Linked DNA regions of Sus scrofa: regions 1 and 2 are each linked to region 3. Evidence: chromatin contacts called from public HiChIP or PLAC-seq data. All regions are on one chromosome and are shown on one strand. The core of a region is the stretch at or near the end of the contact, and the rest is flanking DNA. Distances in the headings are between cores, read along the strand shown.

Region 1 (2,700 bases), core at 126-2,625, 69 kb before region 3:
CCTTGCTCAGCAGGATAAGAATCCTGCGTTGCTGTGAACTGTGGTGTAGTTCAGGGATATGGCTCAGATCTGGCGTTGCTGTGGCCATGGTATAGGCCAGCAGCTGTAGCTCCAATTCAATCCCTAGCCTGGGAACTTCCATATGCCAGTGCAGTCCTAAAAGGAAAAAACAAAAAACAAAAAACAAAATAAAACAAAATGCAAGTGACCAGACAGACAGGAGAAGCCCAGGTTAACTGCCCCCGGTCATACCAGTTTTCAGGACCGGCAGGCTGTGTTCGGATACATTTCTGGAGTTTTGACGGGACAGTCTATACAAGAGATTTTTCTCACTGGCATAGTTCCCTGTTATAAAATATTCTCCCCAAGAACTCTCCCGTCTTTCCACAAAGTGTAATTTTCACTGTATGTTGTAGAATTTGGCAAGCACTGCTGAAACCTCATCACCATCATCCTTCCTTCCTCTTTCTCCCTCCCTCCTCCTCCCTCTTTCTTTCTTTTGTGTTTTTAGGGCTGCACCCATGGCATATGGAAGTTCCCAGGCTAGGGGTCGAATCCGAGCTGCAGCCGCCAGCCTACAGCATGGCCACAGCAATGCCAGATCTGAGCTGCACCTGTGATGTACACCACAGCTCACGGCAACATGGGATTCTTAACCCACTGAGCAAGGCCAGGCATTGAACCCATAGCCTCATAGATACTAGTCAGGGTCGTTAACTGCTGAGCCAGGAAGGGTACTCCTCTTTCTTTCTTTCTTCCTTTCTTTCTCTGTCCTTTTTTACACCCATGGCATATGGAAGTTCTGGGGCTAGGGATTGAATCAGAGCTGCAGCTGCAGGCCTATACCACAGCTACAGCAACATGAGATCCTTAACCCACTGCAACCTACACTGTAGCTCCCAGCCACACCAGATCCTTAACCCACTGAGTGAGGCCAGGGATCAGACCCAGATCCTTTCAAACACTGTGTTGGATGCTTGACCCACTGAGCCACAACAGGCACTCCAACTTATATGTTTTAAGTCAGACTCCTGCAGTTATCCCTCAGTCCAACTAGTAACCATGGAACTCCAGAGGAAAAGATGGGGGCATTATTAATGGGGCGGTTGACTGAGATATTGAGAGAGACATCGTAGGGGCATCTGGAGAAAAGCCAGCAGAGTAGATACTGTGTTCCAGGGCAGCTTAGGGCAGGAGCTAGGCCTTAGCCTTGCTATGTCCTGCCTGTGCAAGCCTTTGAGATGGGCTCTTCTCAACAGCAGCTGTCCTGGGCTGGACCCTAGAGTAGTGGCTATTGTGTCTCTGGGCTGCGTTCGTCCCACTGACACCAGCACAGCTTAATCTCAGCACTGACTGCCTGATCAAGAAGACAGTCTCCTCCTGGACTCTGCATAGAGGAAGGGTGCTGAGACATTCGTGCCTGTACCGTGTTGTTCACCCAGGACTGCAGAACCAGACTATAAGCTGCAAGGGTGGTAAATTCCTCCTTAGCAACAAAGCATTCGTGTCTTAGGATCTAGCTTTCAGTTTTAAATGCTGGATGTAAGAACTAACCTACATAGCAATGGATCAGCAGCGCCAAACCCTGTTCCTTGTTATTTTGTTTGGAACGGTATCAGACCCTTGGGAGAGAACTGAGGTGGGCTTTCCTCTTGGATCTTTGTCGCTTTTCCAGAGACTCTGAAGACCACCTCCCACAACTGCGAGCTTTTTGGGCTCATCAATCACGTACACTGTGTCCCTTGGCTTTTGGTTTTCAGGCTCCAAACTGGCCGAACCGCAGAGGAACGGCAGTTCTTATTAATGAATAGTGAAAGTGAAATGGACACCTATGACTTTGGAAATGGGTAGCTCCCACTTGGCATGAGGTGGAAGGAAAATGGAGTGAGATCATCATAACACCAAGGGCCAAAATTTACTAAGACAGAGTGTACCTGAATCAAGTTGGTGGAGAAGTTCGGGAACTTGAGACAGGGAGGGATTGCCATATGTTTAAGACAAAAGGATCATGATTCAGGAAATGATGTTAGCTTGGGTCTTGACTGAGCACTCATGGGAGGAGGAATTTAGGAAGAGAGAAATCTACTTAAGAGGAGACGTGAGGTCTTAAAGACCAAACTGGATTTACCCAAAAGGGAAATAGATCTAAGTGCTGTTAAAATAAGGCTATTTAAAAAAGGAGCTATTTCTTTCATTGTTATATCAGAATGGGTGACAGAGGAGATAGAGATAGGGAGCAACGAGACTCCCCTGCATGTTAATGCAGAAATGTTTGAGGAGCACCTTGTGAAACTGCTGATGGTCTTTCTTGAGATCCAGCAGGGGGCCTTTCTCTGGAAGACAGCAACAGCTGTTCAGTCTGGTTACAGAAAACCTCCACAGGCTTAAGAATTAAAATCTGAGAAGATCAGGGTAGGATGGTGAAGCACATTTGAGTGACTTTCAGGGTGTTAGTTGCCATAGGTGGGCCTTGAGTGAACATGTCCAAGAAACTTGTAGATAGATGTAGATTTGGAAGGAGAGATGAGACAAATGAAAGGCGATTTGGGCAGGGTGGCAGAAGGAGCAGCCCAAGAGTGGGTGTGCTGTGATGGGAAGAGCCCTCTTAGGAGAGATGGTCTGACTCAAGTACAGAACAGGAGGTAAGCTATATGTTGAACAAAGGATCCTCTTGGCATAGTCATCACTCCTCCGGGGTGG
Region 2 (2,700 bases), core at 113-2,612, 70 kb after region 3:
GTGTGCTATTGATCATGCTGAGCAAGTCTGATAAAACTGCGTGGCAACTCATAGAAAGGGAGAAGATATAACAGACAAAGGAGGATTTCCTTCACACCACAGTAAATGTGTTCATATACATACATGCAACTTAGGAAAGGATTTGTCCTCATATATTCAATTCAAGTTTTAAAAATCAGAATCTATCATATCTCTTATACAAGCAATTCCCCTATTTTTTAAAAGACACACATAACAGCATGGTCCTGAATAGTTTATATTCAAAGACTGCAAAAGTTGTGATTTAACGCCAGGCATATTCTGTGCCTGGTCAGAAGCACTTGGGGTGACCGTGACGTTATACGGTCCGATGTAATACCAGCACAAGGTGTACCAGTGTAATCAGAGAATCCAGCAAGCAGCAAGGCAAAGTACAGCAACACAAACACCAGGCAAGACTTTCGTTTACCACACCAGCTGCTCAGCTACTTTCCATACATGAAAGTTATCCTGCTTCTAGGGAAAATATCCCTTCCACTGGTTAGCCATCTTCATTGTGAAAGGACTGTGAAGTTGTCCTTTGTCATATTTCTGTTACCTGCCAGAAAATGATAACTTGGCAGAAACATTCTGATGGCTGTTTAGACATCCTAGCAATCTTTGTGTTGAAAGAGGAATCAGGTAATTCTGAGAAAGGGATGACTTTCAGAATCTTTAAAAGCAATTCAGAGTGACTGCCGTAATTCCTAAGTGTGTTATCACATAGGGGAACAATGAGAATCAGAGGAAACAGACAACACAGATTTGGAGAGAGCGCTCTCCTTGTGGAAGCAGAAATTGCTTAAGAGAGTAAGGAGCTGTGGCTTTTTATCTTACCTGACTGGCAGCTTGTCTAACCAAGGGTACGTCCTTAGGGAGGTAGCGTATCCTTTGAAGAACCCAGTGGCTTGTCCCACAGCCTGAGACTGGAGTCCTGGAAAACTATCCAGCCCGAAAGAATACAGAGGAAAAAGCTTTTCCCACTTTCTTTCCTAGGACTGGCCAATAGCTGAAGTCATGCAGGAAACTGGGTAGAGAGCAGGGGGGAAAGCAGCTTCTTCTCCCTGAAATCCCGATCAGCAGAAATTGGAGGCTGCTGTGTATCTCCCACCCAGACTTTTGTTTAAAAGTTTTTTCAACTGTTGCTAGGTGTTGTTGGGTTCTGAGATTAGGTTTCTCGTCTTCTGCTCCCTTCACAACACCGTCAGAGCAATGACTTTGTTGAGGAGCTGAGCTCGCGTGTGCTATATTTAACCAGTGTTCTCAGCAAGTCAAGCCTGTCAACAGCTGAGAAGTTTGGAGCTGTTGCTCCTCAGTTCCTCGGCAGCTGGGTTATCAGTGGACACAGCCCGGCTCGCCCAGTGAAAGATTGCAGGGAAACTGGCAGACCCTTTTAAGGACTGCTGCTCGTTACCCAGAGGTAATTATGATGGAAGCCCTTAGATGCAGACTGTGACTGGGGACTTATGTTTTAAAATCTGAAAAAGAAAGAGCAGCAGTTGTCTGGAACAGAGAGCAATGTACCGATATTTCTGCAACATTCTTCTCTGTTAGGCTTTCTGAGATAAATGTTCATAAATAGAAAAAGCTTTTAAAACTGTATCACAACTGTTAGAAAAATTCACAGCAAGAAATCTGTTCCAGGCAGTTTTTTACATGGTTGTGTGGCATTCGTGCACGTCGTATTGGACCAAACCAGCTTACATACCTGACTGTTATTAAAATAAGGTAACCGTGAAGGAATGTCTGTTAAGGGTGTGTTTCTGAAAGGAGTGAGGTTAAGAAGGAAAATCTTAGCCTTCTCACTCAGGTCATTCACTTAAAGCAAGAAATGGAGAACGCTCCAGAAAAACCAGGACTTGAGAACCTCCAGTGGTCAGAGCTTTGCCTCATCATTAACCCCAAAGTCTCCACAACCAGGAGTGGGGTCACTTCTACCCTGAAAGTCCAACATGAAGAGGGTCTCAAGATGTTTTATTGGTTTTATTCTATATCATAAAATAGTAGGAATCGGCCAAGATTAAGACTCATGAAAAAAAAAAATGTGTGTTTAAAACTAACTAACTAGTTTTGGGGACTGTCTTACTAATTACATATGTGAAAGTAACAGTAAGAGGAACTGACAGCCTTTTAGCCACAAAGTAGGAAGGAGGGGGTTCCTGTCATGATGCAGCAGAAACAAGTCCGACTAGCATCCATGAGGATTCAGGTCTGATCCCTGGCCTAGCTCAGTGGGTTAAGGATCCAGCATTGCCATGAGCTGTGGTGTAGGTCGCAGATGTGCTTTGGATCCCACCTTGCTGTGGCTCTGGTGTAGGTGGGCAGCTGTAGCTCTGATTTGAGTCCTAGCTTGGGAACCTCCATATGCTGTGGATGCAGCCCTAAATGCAAAAAAAAAAAAAAAAAAAAAAAGTAGAAAGGAACACACATACACACAGCATCACTGTCTAACACACTAGAATATTGCCCTGACAAAAATCTTACCAATGCCACTAAAAGGGTTGACCCCTTTCCTGAGATTAATTTATCAGCTTAAAGATATCCATTTTTTTTGACATGCAAACTGAAGTTGACCAAGGAGACAAGTAAAGACATAATTTTAAGATTTTAGGTGTTATATACTTGCAATAAATATACAGGAGAACCCTAATGCCTGTCACATTTCTTTTTAAAGAAATCACC
Region 3 (2,700 bases), core at 89-2,588:
TCAGGTCCCAAGGAATATAGTCACCTGGAGATAAAACCATGGCCTCTCAAACTCTGCTCCACCCATGACTAGGGACCTACAGGCTCTCCTCTAAGACCTCACTCATCTCTTTCTGGAAGTTTCCAAGTGGAAGGGGTAACTGAGTTCCTCAATGCTGCCCCAGAATCTTTCTGACATATCCCTCCATTTGCTGCCAATGGCCTGTGCTGTCATCACTGAAGCTGCTGTGAAGTTATCAAAGGCAAGAAAGAAGAGATCTCAGGAAAGGCGGAAGCCTCCCCAATGCTCAGATACCAACCAAACTTCACACAACTGAAGGCCATGGTGGGACCAGAATCCTCAGTGTTTTTCTCTTTCTTTTCTTTTCCACAGCTGCACCTGTGGCAGAGGTTCCTGGGCCAGGGGTCGAATCAGAGCTGCAGCTGCCGGGCTACACCACAGCCACGGCAATGCCAAATCCAAGCGAATCTGCAATCTACACTGCAGCTTGCAGCGACACCAGATCCCTAACCCAATGAGCGAAGCCAAGGATCAAACCCGCATTCTCACAGAGACAACATTTGGTCCTTAACCTACTGAGCCACAATGAGAACTCCCAGAATCCTCGATGCTTCTGAAGTTCTTACAATCACTGAAGTCACAAGAGTCCCAGGATAAAAAGCTTCATCTGTAACTGGACGTACCGATGTTGGGAGCAAGGGTGACTCCTGAGTTTTCCCAGAGACAGGAGAACCTGTGGGAGTAGCCTAGTTGGAAGCAGGAATAAGGGATTATAGGTCAACTTGAAGCAGCATTTGCTTAGAAAGCACACTTGTGGTTTAAAAGGTCAATATTTATTTGGTGGAGCTTTAAAGGGATAGTCATGGAGATTACAGGTCAGATAAAGCCCTGTCCCCAAACTATCTTTTTTTTTTTTTTTTTTTTTTTTGCCATGCCTGTAGCACACAGAAGTTCCTGAGCCAAGGATCAAACCCGAGCCACAGAAGTGACAATGCCAGCTCCTTAACCCACTGCGCCACCAGGGAACTTCCCCAAACTATATTTTGATGATGTTTCAGGTAAAGAATTCCTCCCTTCCTAACTTTATGGATTGTCATCTTGTGTCCACAATGTGTCAGAATTCTGATAAAGTTTTCTTGGACATTGGCAGAAATCCTTCAGGTATAGGTTAAGGGCAAAGGGCAATGACATACTGGGAAGTCAACTCTTCAGAAAAAGAAAAATAATCCCTGACTATTAGGTAGCATTTGCAACTAACCCTGGTGTAAATACACGCACTGTGGCCAACTTCAAGGTGCCAACATGATGTCACTGCACGCAGCCAGTGCCACTTGGCTCCAGCTCAGGAATGAGAAAAAGCCAAGTTAACTGCTACAGCCTCAATCCCTGGTTCTTGCTTTTCCATGCAGACAGAATCAAACTGGAGAAATATCCCTGCGTTCCTAAGCAAGCTACTATGAAGGCAGAAGTAAGAAGAAGACAGACGGTTCTCAGACAAACCCAGCATGACCAGTCGCTGCTTTCACTGAATCCTCTGTCTGTCTGCCCAGGATAAGCACATCCTGACCAGCCAAGCCTCTATCCAAGGACTGCAGTGTTGCAAAACAACAGACGGAGAAGCAGGTAGAAGGAGGATAAAATCAGAAGGAAAAGAATTTGTGTTCTTGAAGCATGTGGCCATCAGCTGGGAAGAAAAATATATGAGTTGGTATGAACAAACTTAAATGATCTCTGTAAAGAAAACAAGCTGGATTCTGAAGTGATGTCAATGTTTTGTTCTTGTTTTCTTTTCTTTTATTAGGAGTACAGCTTAGTTTATAAGGATATTGACTTTCTCATCTTCCTCACACTCCTCATTTCAGAAAACCTCTTGGCCAGAGTTGGGTCATAGGAGAGCCTGGGTCTGTGATATTTCAGTAACAGTTACTGATGTGTTGTTACAGTGAGGATCTCTGCAGAGATACTCACCATGAGGTAACTGCCTGGAACATGGTCCAAAGGGATGATATCAAAGATACATACAAACAGTGACCTTGAAAGCTTCTAATACTTCCAATGGACAAAGCAGAGCAGGGATCATTGGTCATGAGCCCAGTGGTTTGCTGAGAATATATTTGAGCTGAGGAAGAACTGTGTCAAGAATTAGTCATCAGCAATGTTGGCTAAGAGGCAACCTGGACATTCCAGGGAAATGAACTGCTCACAGGCCATTTCAAAGAAATTAACCACTCACTTTGTACCTCAGTTTCTCCAGCTACGGCAGGAGACCACTAACAGTTATCTTCTTCAGAGGGGTAAGCTATGAGTTTTCATGAACTGATTTATTGAAAAGACACATTTTAGGGACAAGACCTTACCTACAATGGCTGTCTTAGCCAAGCTGCATTGTAACAATTCCTTCATTATCTGTTACATTCTGTGACTGTGGCACGTGACCATCCAAAGACAATCGGTTTTACTGCCATGAATTCAAGAATATGCTTCCTCCAGCTGTGCATAGTCGTATGCCAGCCAGTAGGTCCTTTCCAGCAGAAAATATGAATCAAAGAGGATGCGTGCATTATCACAGGTTATTTGTAGATAGTGAAGCTACAACAGATAAAGTCAATGATTTTTGTCATTCACTGAGCTATGGGATAAACCCAACATCTGGGCTTCATACTTTGGAGCCAGGCTATTCACAGGCCATGGTGAGTATGC

Evidence for each region. HiChIP or PLAC-seq counts read pairs in DNA pulled down with a chosen protein or histone mark.
Region 1: a contact with region 3 is called in an H3K27ac HiChIP or PLAC-seq map of skeletal muscle. The contact joins two enhancer-like sites. A contact is called at or near these places in 3 of 47 Hi-C or Micro-C datasets (alveolar macrophages, embryonic fibroblasts and fetal skeletal muscle) and 1 of 2 datasets of contacts at active chromatin or transcription factors (skeletal muscle).
Region 2: a contact with region 3 is called in an H3K27ac HiChIP or PLAC-seq map of skeletal muscle. The contact joins the promoter of FILIP1 here to the enhancer-like site in region 3. A contact is called at or near these places in 7 of 47 Hi-C or Micro-C datasets (adipocytes, embryonic fibroblasts, fibroblasts and 2 more) and 1 of 2 datasets of contacts at active chromatin or transcription factors (skeletal muscle).

The regions. Positions count from the first base shown.
Region 1 is chr1:90,565,641-90,568,340 of Sscrofa11.1, reverse strand. The region is part of intron 3 of FILIP1 (filamin-A-interacting protein 1); the gene reads right to left. Among named protein-coding and RNA genes, the nearest start is that of TMEM30A, 72 kb to the left of the region's middle. Within about 2 kb of position 1,375, at least 4 of the 83 cell types and tissues checked have an H3K27ac peak or open chromatin away from gene starts, as enhancers often do. A contact at or near this core is called in skeletal muscle, where this site is marked.
Region 2 is chr1:90,426,191-90,428,890 of Sscrofa11.1, reverse strand. It overlaps FILIP1 (filamin-A-interacting protein 1), which reads right to left and starts at 1,362. Exons shown (of 7, transcript XM_021092328.1): 1 at 856-1,362.
Region 3 is chr1:90,496,354-90,499,053 of Sscrofa11.1, reverse strand. All of the region lies in intron 1 of FILIP1 (filamin-A-interacting protein 1), which reads right to left. Among named protein-coding and RNA genes, the nearest start is that of FILIP1, 70 kb to the right of the region's middle. Within about 2 kb of position 1,338, at least 11 of the 83 cell types and tissues checked have an H3K27ac peak or open chromatin away from gene starts, as enhancers often do. A contact at or near this core is called in skeletal muscle, where this site is marked.